Regions from separate parts of the Danio rerio genome. Here region 2 is linked to region 1. Evidence: chromatin contacts called from public Micro-C data. All regions are on one chromosome and are shown on one strand. Each heading gives the region's core, a stretch centred on a gene start, on an enhancer-like site or on the middle of the called end of the contact. The rest is flanking DNA. Distances are from core to core; before and after follow the strand shown. Region 1 holds the start of rnf212 (ring finger protein 212). Region 2 holds the start of fgfrl1a (fibroblast growth factor receptor like 1a).

Region 1 (7,432 bases), core at 3,491-5,990:
TGTATATTGGCCTGACAACAAAATGTTACCATATTTTCTGCTCGCAAGAATCTGAATGAGAACCAGACCGAGTGTCATCAGTCCACATTTTCCAAGGTGTACTACTTACTCTCGTGGTAATTATGTGCAATTTGTATCTGTTTATTTTACTGCAACCAGGAACGTGAGGAGAAGTTTCGCCAAATGAGCGAGGAAACGAATGGAAACGTTTTGTGGTGGGCCATTATTCAGACATCAATACTGCTCTCTGTTGGATTCTGGCAAATGAAAAACCTCAAAGACTTTTTCATCGAAAAGAAGTTGGTTTAGCTTTATGAAATGATTAACTGCTTGTTTAAATAATTCTAAGACAGTTTGAAGCATTTTGATAAATTAGCTCGTTTGAGAGGGAACTATCATTTACCCTGTAAAACAAATAAAAAATGTTTTTGGGCTGATGTTAATAAATTCACTTAACATACTTAATAAAACTCTAAGTCTTCTTATTTGTGTTTTACCTCACTCAAGTTGTGCTTTAAACTAAGAATATTTATTTGAAGCTTTATTGGTTTGCTATAGTTTCCACCAAAGTATCATTATTTAAAAGATTATGTATCTTTCAATGTGCTATGTGCACAGCTGATGTTTTTCAGCAATGATAAACTTCCGGTAAAAGCTTAATGTGATTATTTTCAATTTCATAAGGTTCCTTTTACATGATGTTGTAATGTAATTACAATATAATCAGTTAAACAGACTTAAGCATTGATTTAAGGCCGACTCGCACTGTGGGATTTTTTATAATCCTCAATGTTAGTTGGATGTCAAACTGCACGAACATGGCTCTCATGTCACACTGTAAGATCTCAGCTGTCATTAAGTCAGACTGAATGACAATAGCCGCGTTTCCACTATCGCGACTAAATCGAGCGAGCCAGGGCGAGCCAAGCCCAGTCGCCTTGTATTTTCCACTATCACTTACGGGGCCTAATCGGGCCAAAGGGGGGCTTTCCACTTTTTTAGACTCAAAACAATAGTGTCATATCTTGATAAGGTAGCCTAAGCTATATTGAAATCATTTAAAGAATTACAAATATCGGATATAATAAAATCGCATTAAATAAATAAACCAATATATACAAACAAAAGCTAGCTATAACAATGTAGATTTATACAATACATAAACCGTTTTAAAGCCATATTTAACTTTCATTTTACAAAGGCCTATCTGAAAAAAAGATTTGAGATATTTTATAATAAAACAATAAACATTGGAGAAGGTTTAAAATATTATTTATAAAGTATTTGGATACAATGTTATTAATCAAATAGTGCAAACAGAGTATTTTTGGGTGAGTGAAAGCAGAAACTATTGGCAACCTTTTTTTCTGTCATCCAGTCCTGCGCGCGCAGTGCCTCTAGAAACGCATCGGGGAAAACTGCTAATACAAAATGTGTTCTGTGTCCTCAAACAAGTGTTTATGTTTATATATGATGTGGTAAAATTTAAAACTGAAATTTTAAATACATATTAGGCCTAGAGCTTTATTAGTGCAAAGCTGCTGAGTGCAACGAAATATAGACTATATTTTATTACTTGCTCTTATGTGCTGAAACTCCTTTACTTAAAGATCACAGAATAATATGCAACAGCTTTAAATAAAGGGGAATCACCTAATATTAAGTGTCATATAGCCTAGGGAAAAATATGTTTCAGGTCTCTCCAGAGCATTTGAGCTGAATGTTTGACAGCGTCTATCTAAACGTTGATGTTATAAAATACATTTTCTTATTATTATGGAGAATTTCTGTGGTGTTATATTATGAATGGTGCGCTCACTGTGCTGGGTCCCTCCGTAAGTGGCGAGACCACTGGATCCACAATGCCAACAGTCGGTCGGTGAGTATGAGAACACACAGGCCTGTGCTTGTAGACATATAATGTAATGCTGTACAGTAACATGTTGTCTGTTTGTTTTGGTTGTCTTCATTTTAATCGCTTTGTGATGATGCGATGATGTGCTTTATCTGCCTGATTCCCGCTGAAGTGGGCGGGTTGTGTGACGTTTGATTCGGGGGTCCTTCTGGGGGTAGGGTTTGTGTGACACGCTGCAAGCTACTAGCCCGACAGTGGAAACGCGACATGATTTCAGCCTCACTGCTCAACCTCCCGGGCGATTGGCCCGGCCTGGCCTGATAAAAGCGCTGGCTCGCACTGGCCCAACACTGGCCTGGCTAATGAAGACACGCCAAACACAAAAGAAACTGGCCATTGAATTTGACGTCATCCACCCTTGACACTTTCACTATTCCGCATTTTGAAATGATTCCTCGCAGCAAACGTAAACAATCTGTAGCAGCAATTTTGCACACAGCGTGTCTCAATAATAAAACCAGGAAGAAAAAAATATTTTGACATTTCCCCGTGGTTGTTTGAGTTGTCTCTGAAATCTTCTGACACTGCCAGAACTTCATCAGAGGAAAAATCAGATCGCAACAGGCACCAAGTGGCTGTCTGTGAACATGCCAAACCAACAATCAAAGATCACAGGTTTTAGCCTAGGATTTCAGGAATCTTTTAGGATTGCCCAAATTTGTCTCAGATGACAAAATCGTGGCTGAAATCTCACAGTGTGAGCCGGCCTTTAGTTATTCAAACGTAAAACGAGATGAAAGACTGTAACCGCTAGCACCATCAGGATCAGCAGGCAAGCGCAGAAACTCCATTGAAAAAACTGGGTTAAAACAATTTTTTTTAGACCAGGCAGGGGAAAATAGAATTTAATACAGTGATTCTTTTCTGGTCTGAGACCGACTTTATATTGTATATTAATCAGTCAGTGAAGATCACTGATTTTTAAAGAAATAAGAGCTTAAACGTGGCAATTTTGAATTTAAAGACAGTTCCCCGTAAGCGCTGGCTGGATAGAAGAGGCTGGCTGGCTAAAATTAAAAGTCCATGTGCATACAGTATACCCCATTCAGGATTACCCAAAATTATTTTATTTTTTTCTTTAAAGAAATTGTATTATATTTAATTTTCATTTATCTCTTTATTTAACATGTTCTAATGTTTTTCTTACTCATGACCATAGCACGCATATAAAGTTTCAACAAGCTGATGTTGATGATGAACTTTAAATATTTGTAACAATTGCTGATTAATTTGATCTGCTAAATTTCTGAAAATGCAGGTTTAAGTAGGGCTTGGTGATACGGCAAAAAAGCTACCTCAATAATTATTTTTTCATATTGAACAATAACAATATTTTTTTTAATATAAGTTGTTAATGATTTATAAGAGTACACAAACAATAGCTTTACATGTTTACATCCAAAAATGCAAATTAACTTTCTGCGTAAAACTGGATTATCGTATAAAAGACATGCGAATAAAGCAGTGTTTCTATCCAACGAGTCAAAGAGAACAAAATCGTCACTTCCTGATTACCTGGTGCCAAATATCATCAGTAAAAACGGAATTTGCTGCGGTAGGAGAAGCTGCAAGAATCTTTTTTTCATTTAATAAATGACTTGCACCGCAGAAGGCAATGCTACATGCAGTGGCGTTTGAAGGCGTAAGACGCGGAGTACAGATGCTCTTGATTCTGGAGTTCATTAATAATATAATAAAACTATTACTGAAATGGTTGCGGCGTTTTAGAATGACCAAAACATTATTTCAGATGTTTTATAATGTGCTCGGCCTGCTGGTTTGTCCATTTGCACACATTTTTATCATCACTTTTAACAAAATCACATGACCTTTTTTAATGAGCATAATGGAATTTGTACATAAAAATGTTTCCATCGCAGTTTTTTACACATCTTTACTTATCGATAAAAAGTTTATCCTACTCAGATATGTGCATATGTTGTTGTTTTTTTGCACATTTTTAGAATTTATGTGCATCTTGCCAATTCCATCAATCGTTTTTTTGAGTGCATATCCAAAATATGCACACAAGAGGCCACACAATTCAGAGGGTTCATTAATGGCATAACATTTTCGGCCGATAAATTTTCGGTTGCCGAAAATTCGTTAGGCTACATCTATAATATAAACACACTTTTAGATTCTCATTGTTGCAAATTTCTGCTGTGTGATTGGCTCTTAGATTAATATTGAGTAAAAAAGGTCCAGAGCTTATCATTGTTATTTAAATAAACTTCATCACGATTCAATATAATATCATTTATCGGCCCAGCCCTTTGTTTAGGTACTACAAAACATAAAAAATATATGCATTTCGTTATGACACAAGCTCATGTCTTAATTACATGTAGGCCTTTGACAGATACTTTTATCCTAAACAATTGCATGTGTCAGTGACATATATCTAGTTGTTTGTTAATTTTACTGGAAATAATTAATTTTAATGTTGCTAGTACTGTTTTATTCATTTGAACTGAACATCACTTCACTTTAAAATTATAAATTGTTAAAATAAAATGTTTTTTTTTAATTGCATTTATTTGTTAAATACGTTTTAAAATATCTTTTTTAAATAATTAAAAAACATTTTATTGATATTCTTGTTATATTATAATTAATACTTTAATTAAATATTTTAGTAGTAATTTTAAGAATGTGTGAGAATTATCTATAATTAAACTAACGTTATCCATGCCAAATGTTTACTTTTCATATCTGACTTATTTAGTTGTATTCTCATAATCAAATGTGGTTTATATTGAATTCTATGTAATTTGACCCACACCCTAAAAGGGTTAATTACAACGTCACTGCTATAGTAAAAGTGCTACCACCATCAGAAAAAAATCTAAAACGTATTAACAAAAAACTGTAGTAAAGTTAATAATATGTATTAAGTTCAAGAGCCTTAGTGTGTAGGCGGAAACGGTCGCTGACTGTCGTAAGTTAGCGCGATTTTACCACGATGACGTTACCGTTCCAAAATCTGCTATTTTGTTAGCTATTTTTGCTATACCTAGCAAGCCTACAGTTTAGTTCGTACACTACTGATATCAGTTAAGACATCAATAAAAGAGGATACAGGTATGTAACTTAGTGACCACGACAACGTTTGTACACACCTTAGAGTAAAATTTAAAGTAAAAGATTATTTGTATAGTTAACGTTAGCTCAGAAGTTAGGAACCTAACTGTTAACGTTAGATATAAGTTAATTGGAGGAGCAACAGATTTTATGTATGGCTTGTTATTGGCTGTTACATGAAATGACGAAGGCAGTTAACTCACTTATGGAAGTTTTAGCAAACAAGTTATTTTACTCGCACAGAATTAATAATGTCTCACTGGATCTGCTGTAACGCGTGTTTCACATCATCCGGCCCTGAGCGTCAGATGGCGGTCACGAGCTGCGGCCACATCATCTGCAATGTGTGCTTTCAAAGAGGTAAAACACCCTCAACACAAAAGCGTTCAGGTTGTTTTATTCAGAGGACATAGTGTTTTTACAAATAACGTTAGGTGTTTAACGTTAATGCTTTGTCTAATTGACTAACGTAACCTATTTTCATTGACGATATCCCACATAAGAAATATAACTTACTATAGTAATGTATAGTAAACACATAGTGTTTTTGAACCATACTATAGTAAAGTATAGCATACTGTATAATAGTTACTTTTTCTTAACGAACCACTCAACATGGGATTAACTGATTAAATAATAAATACTATATTTTAGCATACCTTTATACTACTGCAGTAAACTGTGATGTATTGTAGTACAATATACACTGTAGTTTTAGAAACAGTATATTGAGTCATTTGGTATTATTTTGCTATGGTTGTATTACCACTGCAACTCTAGAATTACCAAGTATTTTACTATAGTGTGGCTCAAAGAAAGTAAATATGTGGATATATTGACCTCTGCTGGAGATTCTGCAGTTTTACAGGGGAAATTCTGTCTTTGTTTCCCACATCAGGAAAGCAAAATTTGTGTCTCATTTGCAAAGCAAAATGTCAGATCTCTCCCCTTTCTGATAAAGTAAGACACCAAACTTTTTGTCATGGAGATTACTATTAACAAACTATGCACTAATCTGGTTATTGCTCTTACAGAGCTGCTCAGACGTTTTCTCAGATATCAGTTCAGTTGCTGTAAAGTACTTCTCAGAGATAAGCAAGGTAATCCTGTGCTTAGTTGAATAGAGCTCAGCTATGTTAATCAGGCATGCACTCATGACATAAACATTTCTGTTATTTATGCTTTTCAGGTCTTACAATTCCAGGGCAAACACCAGAAAAGATTGCTGGCCTACTATCAGCAGACGGTGAGATCATCTGACCTTAATGTGAACATTACTGATGGTTTGGTGACACGCTACATTAGTTATGAAAAAAGAAATATATTTTAGTTTTTTATTTGTTTAGAGTAGTGTAAACTTGTTAGAAGCATTTTGAAGGTGATTATAAATTGATGTGACGATTAGAATGACTCGTAACTGCACAGATTTGGAAATTTCATATTATAGATTTTTTTAAACGTTATCTTTGCTTATTTTAACATGATTTTCAGTCAAAAATATTTCTAAAACAAAATTCCAGAAACGTCTTTTAAAGTTTTTTTTTCTACTGAGTGTGGAATTTTTCTTTTTAGGTTTATAATTTTAAACCTACTCGAATCTAGGATCTGGATTTAAAATTTTATTTCATGTTTTTTTATTTGAGCTAACATAAACTAACAATAGATTTTTTTTTATATTAAAAGGATTACTAAAACTGTAACTGTAGATACTTGTAATTAAAGAGATAGTTTACCCAAAACTGAAAATTCTGTCATCATTTACTCACCCTTTACTTGTTTTAAACCAGTTTGAGATTTGCTTTCCCTGTTAAACATAAAAGAAAATATTTTGAAGAATTGACTTCCATAGCATTTGTTTTTCCTTCCAGCCATGTCAATCATGTTAATGGTTCCAAGATTCCTCAAAACACTTATTTTGTGTTACACAGAACAAACGAACAAAACAAATTGGAACAAGGGTGAGTAAATGATGACAGTATTTTCAGTTTTGGGTGAACTATCTCTTAAATGCATTGATTTGCGTTTAGAGACCTTATTGGATAACAAAGGGCTAGGCGATTAATTAAAATCAACATTTAGAACCTATAATTGGTCTAATTTTTCCAGGTCATTTTTTTCAATTACTTACCCTACCGCGAGTGGAGTCACATGACCCCTCGGGTATCCAACACAGTCTTCATGTAAATGCATACTTTTGTAAATACATTACATGTGTGCATATTTTTTGTACAAAACTTATCAGTGAACACATAAAATAATCATTCATCAACTGTAATCAAGGTAAAATGTTCAATTAATCAAGATTTAGATTTTAGGCAAAATCGCCCAGCCCTAGGATAGCATTATTCATATTTTCATATGTGAATGCAATGTGGAGACAAGTGGATGCAAAGATCGATTATTTTTTTAATAACGTGCACAAGGTAAGATTCT
Region 2 (7,432 bases), core at 1,929-4,428, 160 kb after region 1:
TGACCGTGAATGCCACATTGTTCAGGGCCCCTCACAGATGCAATCTGCACAGACGTCGCTCGGCCTCTCTTTCTCTTTCTCTCTCTCTCTCTCTCTTTCTCTCCAGCTCCGATGACAGGCTGTTGAGTCTGAGGTGTACACTAACGCAAAAGGGAGACTCCATCACGCTTCACATGCAGCCCTGATGGAGTGGAGTCAGTGAGCTGTACTATCTGCCCATCAGCGGCCCCCATTCAGCCCATTCAGAATGGAAATGATGGTTCGTTTCAGTCCAAAAAGGACGACTGGAGAATGGCTCATGCAAGAGAACTCCATTCAGCAAATAATGCCAGTGACACGACCTGAAAGTTTCTCAAGTTCCCAATCTGAGCACAACATACACGTTAAGGGTTCCTTCGAAAGTCCAGAATGATTACATTTTAACTCTGCTAAAACATTTTCAATCAAGTTTAGCCTGTTAGTTGAATAACACATCTTATTGATGAGCACCACACAAGCGTTTTTACACCTTATGGTTCATTAACATGATGACTTTTCACACCAAACTAAATATGAAAAGGTTAAATTCAACATTAAAGTGAAACAAAGAAATAAAAGCAAAATCACATTAAACACAAAATAAATGCAGCTTGCTTTGCTAAACCGTTAATACACTGATAGGTGATTCTTGCTATCTTTTAATAGGAAACAAATATACTGCTCAAAAAAATAAAGAGAACCATTGGCATTACATTGTGTTGTTTAAGTGTTCTCTTTATTTTTTTTTTAGCATTATATGTTTGTAACATGTTCATTTAAGATTATCAAAATGAATGTACAATGTACTTTTACAGACATAAAGGCAAATTTTAAAATGTGCAATGGGTTATAGAAATTATAGTAATCCTTAAAAATAAGAATATAAGTCAATAGATAGATGGAGGCAAGGAAAAAAAGAAGAAAAAATGGAAAATCATACCATCTACACTGTAAAACCCAAAAAGTTAAGGTAACTCAAACCATTTGAGGAAACAGATTGCAACAAACCATTTAAGTTCTAAAACTAATCCTAATGAGTGCTGTAATCTATTTGAGTAAATGAAGCCAGTTGAGCACAGTAAAAGCCAATAAAATGAAGAGAACTCATATCAACTGAGTACTGTAAAACTTAGTAAGTTAAGGCAACTCAAACCATTTGAAGAAACCGAAAGCTACAAACCATTCGAGTAAAAAAAAAAATAATAATAATCTATTTGAGTACTGTAAACTTACTCCATTTAAGTTGAAGTAATGAGGAATTTAATTAACTCATTAACATCAACAGTTTAAATGACTAGAATTAACTTACAGTATATTTTGGTTAAACTACACTTATTAATAAAGTGATTGAATAATAAAATGATAAAGTTGACTGTTGGGTTTTACAGTGTATGAGTACATATATTGGTGACCAATTAGTCACAAAGTCTGTGGAAAGGCACATAAAACAAAATACATATTTTCCACATCACAGCACAATCCTATAATATAGTCATGTGATTTGAAAAAAAAAAAAAGCATTAGAATAAAACAAAACACTAACAACAAAAATAACAAACAAACCATTCCCTGTAAGCCTCCGACAACCCTCCTAAAAAAAAATCTAATTGACATACAAAACCATTTCTCTCACGCATCAGGGGGTTTGATTTATTTTTTTTAAAGCACATACAATTACTAAAATACTTTGCTACATGAAAAGATTAATAAGTAATATGATCAACTTATTTATTATATTACATATTATTTATATTCGTATATATTACGACTTTTTAACACAAATCTTGTGCTAACCGTTATCAAGGTACACCACAGTTTGGAAAAGTTGAGGTTTTTAAACTGCCAAAATTTTCTGCTACACCGTTACTATGGTACATGTAGGGTGTTTTTTTAAGTTTTGTTTTAAGTTTTTTTAAAAAGCAGTATCTCCAGCAGAGAAGACATTCAAAGATGCTGTTTTAAATTGTCATGAAATCTGTGTTTTTTCTAAACTAATGAAGACAGCAGAAGTCAATGATTCATTTGAATTATTTAGCCTGACATGGTTACTGTCCCAAAATATTGTAAAAGTTTCTTCAAATAAAATGCATTGTGTTCAAAGGTGGAAAGTGTTTTAGTTTTTTACCACAATACCATGAAACAGTGAATCTGTGATATTTTTATCCAAGTTTATCATACCATCAGTATCTTATACCAGCCCATGCCACATATTGATCATGTTGTGATAGCTGTTTTAACATTAAGATAAGATTGAATTGCCCCTTGTTACAGTTCTGAAATAGTTTGATAACAAGCAGAAAATGTTCAGGGGCCAATGTCATGACCACATTGAAATGGTCTATAAGCGTACAGAAAAGATACTTTCATAACATCAATATGTGTGACAAATTTACATTCAAAATGTTTATTATTACCTTAGAACTCATTAGAGATTTCTTTACATGGATTTTCAACATTTTCACAAACATATTTGTACTCACCTCTAGCACAGTCTGTGATGAAAATAATGTCAAAAATGAAGAAAACTATCCAAAGAAGTTCCATGATGTCCCTATTAAAGCTCTCTGGTTCTTCAATCTATGAAAAATAGGACGAAATCTGTTGGTGGCTGAATTACTAAGGCGATGACACCTTTTTAAGCATGCATAACACTGAATCACAAACAATTGAGGTAAAGTTGGTCTTCTATTCTCACATTCAGACATTCTCCTTAATAATATTATTTCAAAAAAGTATTCTTTGTGCATTCTCAATAGTGAAATCATATTAGCAGCCAATGACTATCCAAGTACAACCTTGTTCACAATTAAATCGTGCTAATGTTGGTTTGAAGTAGAACTTGCATGCTAATTCAGACCGAAAATTCAAAGTTAACAATATAGGGACTGTTAAATGAACGAATGTCTAAATATAAAACTAACTTTACCTTAGTAACAAAACTTGGGTTGTTTAATAAAGCATTGTCTCTATTAAATCAAACAGCACAACTAGAAGCTGGAAATTATTCCAAATAATTAAATAAATAAAAAAGCAGTTGCAAGTAGGTAAAAGTTACATTTCGCGTAAAAATATCATTTAAAGCCAAACATCTAAGACTTACCAACAATTGAAAGTATGATCAGAAATCTGTTCCTCGCAGCTAGTAGGTAAAATATCATGCTTAAGGTTACATCCTCTTAAAACACTCCAGACATTTCATATAGACTGGAGGCTACATCCGAAATCCACATGCTCGCAACCCTGGATCCAGCTCTTTCAATCTGTTTAATTATCACGCGCGACTGTATTCCTGGACGCTCTGACGTCATGTATTTTCGCGCGACACTTTTTAATACACGCGCTGATTGCCGTAAACTTCTGTAGATGACAGACAGCCGCCGCGCGCGCCCTGTTGCGCACGCACTTCAATTCAAGGCGAATTTATGTTCATGTATTCTTCAGGTAGCAAATAACACGCATGGTGAAATTGCGAACAGCACCTAAATATGTATCAAACGGTGTTTGAATTACCGTTAACCAAATGTTTCGCCGTCCAGACACACACATACACACGCGCACACACATACACACCGAGTGGAGTGTGAGACGGTCCAGCCCTACGGCCAACTTTTGACCAATCACAGCGAGCCTCTTCACTCTCAGTTTAACTCTTTCACAATGAATAAATAATAATAAATCGTAGACAAATAAAAAAAATGCCTTCAAAATGCCAATTTTCATCATTAAATATATTTCATAAAATATTTTAATATAAATAAACCCTGTTAACTGTCTGATTACCATGACAAACAACAACCATAACGAGTAGAATAATGCACAATTGGCTTTTTTCGGCACAGCGGCCAACATCCGCAAACAATAACAAACAATAACACGTGGAAACTTGAGTAAAATGCAAGAGACAGCTGGAATAACATCACGTATATGAAAATGCTGGCTTAATCAAGAGATCAAATTTGCAAGTGTTATTCTTATGTGACTTTTTTAATAATAAAATTTCGTTGTATTAATGCAAATGCATAAGTCCAGACAGTATTAACGTTTGTATTTAAATGTTGTACAGAATTGTACATTACATTCACACAAATATAAACATGTATGGCATCATAAGACAAAATTATCTGCACCCAAAAAGCTACATAGCCATTACAAACCACACAGCTCCTTAGAGCTCATTGCTGCCCTCCACTGGCGAAGAATCAACGCTGAAAACCAGATGGTAATCATCATATATTAGTAATAACTAACATGTGATCACCTGCTGCCATCTTGTGTCGGACAGCAACATTGACAAAAAAAAGGGTTTCAAGAATAGTGGTGGTCAGGGCTGGACAAAAACACATTGAAATGTATTTTAAAATAAAATACCAATAAGTTTGAGTGTATCAAAATAAACTACAAAATACAGCAGTAACAAAATGTATCAAAATAAAATTGTATCAAATTTTCCTTGATCTGTTAAACATCATACACACACACACACACACACACACACACACACATTTGTTTTGTTAAAAGTGGGGACATTACATAGGTTTCCATTCATTTTGTACTGTCCAAAACGTATATTGTATTGCCCTGACCAAACCCGACCCCTAAACCCAATCATCACAGGAGACTGTGTGCAGCTTTACTCTCTGATTAAACTCATTCTGCAGGATTTATAAGCATTTTGAGAAATGAGGACGTCACCAATGTCCTCTTATTTCACCTCCGTTTTGTAATACCTGTGTCATACCCATGTCATTATACAGTGTCCTGATATGTCACAAAAACACATACACACACACACACACACACACACACACACACACACACACACACACACACACACACACACACACATACACACACACATACTGTATATATCCTGTTCCTGCGTTATAACCTGTCAGTTTTTATGGTTCGAACCAGCAACTTTCTTGCTGTGAGGCGACAGCACTACCTACTGCGCCACTGCATCGCCCTTGTATCAAAATTACATAGGCCTACTTAAAAAAGCCAAAGACAACAAATAGTTTTACTATTTTATTATTTATTTAAGTAATTTCTTTTGTCTTTGCCATGTTGACTGGATGTTTTTATGTAGTAGTGTTCAACTTAGTGAAATTTCAGCAGGGTTTCTGCAGGTTTCATCAAGTTAAATTTAAGACTTTTATTATGAATGAAATTGTAGACTCATACAGGGCTAAACGCTTTTAGCTTTTTCAAATGGCACAGATGGAAAAGATTTTTATTTGCTCTATCAGAAAAATCATTACAATTTCCTATTCAGGATCAATCATGCACGTTTTTTGGGAATGCAAAAAGCTTTTTTTTTTTTTCTGGAAAGCAGTACAGGACTTTACAGCAAAGCTTTGCAAGTTCCATTGGACAACACACCAACACTATACCTCTGTGGTACAGAACTGAAAAAGACACTTGATCCTACTTCTATAAAGAGACTCGGCATCAACTATCTAGCAAAAATGCATTTTGCTCAACTGGAACCAACAAAGACCTCCAACATTTGAACTGTTCATGCAACTCTTGAATGAAACAATGCTCTTGGAACAATATACATACTACTTATAAAACAAAGGGGATGCCTTTCAAAAAAATATGGATCATGACTCTAATGATCCCCTGACTCTATGAAAACATCTGATGTATTTTTATAATAAGTGTGACCTTAATCTCAGCATAACTTTGTGTATTATGATTTTTGTATTTTGTTTGTATGTTTATTTATTTATTTATTATTTTTTAATTTATTTATTGTTTTTTTCTCTTTGCCTTTTGCTGCTATACTTGTCTACTGATACATTTGTCTTGCCCATTTTTGTTTGTTTATGTTCATTAAAACCAATAAACAAAAAATAAATAAATAAATGTAATACATTTAATGATACAATAATAAATTAATAAAAAAATAATAAATTTTAGATATTTCTTAGCAAAATATTTTAAATATTGTGTTAAAAAAAAGCCAGCTCTAGTCATAAACATACACTTTTTTTCAACTTAGCCTTGCTTTAAAAATAAATAGTGACAACTGTTTTAAAAGATTTAAAATCTATAATAAACAAACAAAAAAAAGTATAAAAAACAAAATAAAATGTAAGTTTTAATGAGATTAATTGTTGGTAATTATATGCATGTTGGCCAGATTGGAAAGCTAAACTTGAACAAAGGAAAATTAAGACCTACAACACAAAATTTAAGTAAATGTAAGACTTAAGGCCTAAAATTCACTATATTTCAGTTGAGATTTAAGACATTTTAAAAACCTGCGGACACCCTAATTATTATTATTATTACTATTAAAATACTTAACTAGATTATTTACTACGTTAGCATAATCAGGCAAGTTACTACATAACTGTGATTTGTTCTGTAGACAGAAAAAAAAATAGTATTTCTAAAGGGGGTTAATAATATTGACCCAAAAACTGTATATATAAAAAAATAAATAAATAAAAAATAAATAAAAACCTTATATGAAATGCTCCTTGTGAAATATTTGAAAAAAAAAAAAAATCTAAAAAAGTTTAATTGGAGGGCTAACTATTTTGACGGACACACACACACACACACACACACACACACACACACACACACACACACACACACACACACACACACACACACACACACACACACACACACACACACACACACACACACACACACACACACACACACACACACACACATTTTCTGTATTAATAAACACTGACACAACACTTGATTTTGGTACAATAAAATTGAGAAAAACTATTTTCAGTTTTATTTCACAATTTTCCATCTTTCAGACAGAGGTCCTGACTTTCTGTGGTCATTAAATATTCCATGGCACTTCCCTAGCAGGGTAGTGGTGTAACCCCGGTGTCCTGCCCAAATTCTCTCCATCGGTCCTCATCTATCCTGACCTCCCAATCATCCCCATCTACCGAATTGGCTCTATAACTGTCTCTCCACTCTACCTAGAACTTAACTGGTGTGTGGTGAACCCACTGGCACCATTATCCTGTGGCTGCCATCGCATCATCCAAGTGGATGCAGCACACTGGTGGTGGTGTGGAGAGACCCCCCCTTAATGATTGTGAAGCGCTTTGGGTGTACGGCCATTTCATTAAAACCTGCTCAAATTAAGAAGCTTTTAAAAGTCTCATAGAACAAAGCAAGCTATCGGTGATCAAAATGTTTATTGAAATAAATGGTATGTTCTTCGAATTACTAACACCTCTTAACTTACAGGTCATTTATACAACAAAGTATATACAAATATTAACATGTACAGTTGACAAACAAACCTTTTTCGCTTCGTCACCGTTAACCAACGAGTGAAGAATCATTTACCTTCAGATCGATTGATCAGGTTTAAGTGAAGCTCCCCAATCTATCACTAAAAAGCTCGCTATTACACTAGACA

What was found. A called contact is a pair of places that touch in the nucleus more often than the background predicts.
Region 2: a Micro-C map of caudal fin shows a contact between it and region 1, with 11 times the contacts expected there. The contact joins the promoter of fgfrl1a here to the promoter of rnf212 in region 1. A contact is called at or near these places in 6 of 18 Hi-C or Micro-C datasets (caudal fin, embryo, fibroblasts and 2 more) and 2 of 4 datasets of contacts at active chromatin or transcription factors (caudal fin and embryo).

What each region holds. Positions count from the first base shown.
Region 1 is chr14:19,770,598-19,778,029 of GRCz12tu, forward strand. It overlaps rnf212 (ring finger protein 212), which reads left to right and starts at 4,741. Exons shown (of 13, transcript NM_001423279.1): 1 at 4,741-4,999; 2 at 5,243-5,359; 3 at 5,898-5,959; 4 at 6,034-6,099; 5 at 6,189-6,245. The coding sequence starts at 5,251. It overlaps si:ch211-255i20.3, which reads left to right. Exons shown (of 5, transcript XM_003199865.7): 5 at 160-484. The coding sequence ends at 309.
Region 2 is chr14:19,929,538-19,936,969 of GRCz12tu, forward strand. fgfrl1a (fibroblast growth factor receptor like 1a) reads right to left here and starts at 3,179. Exons shown (of 7, transcript NM_200376.1): 1 at 3,119-3,179; 2 at 2,499-2,595. The coding sequence starts at 2,562. rnf4 (ring finger protein 4) reads right to left here. Exons shown (of 8, transcript NM_001386248.1): 8 at 7,187-7,432.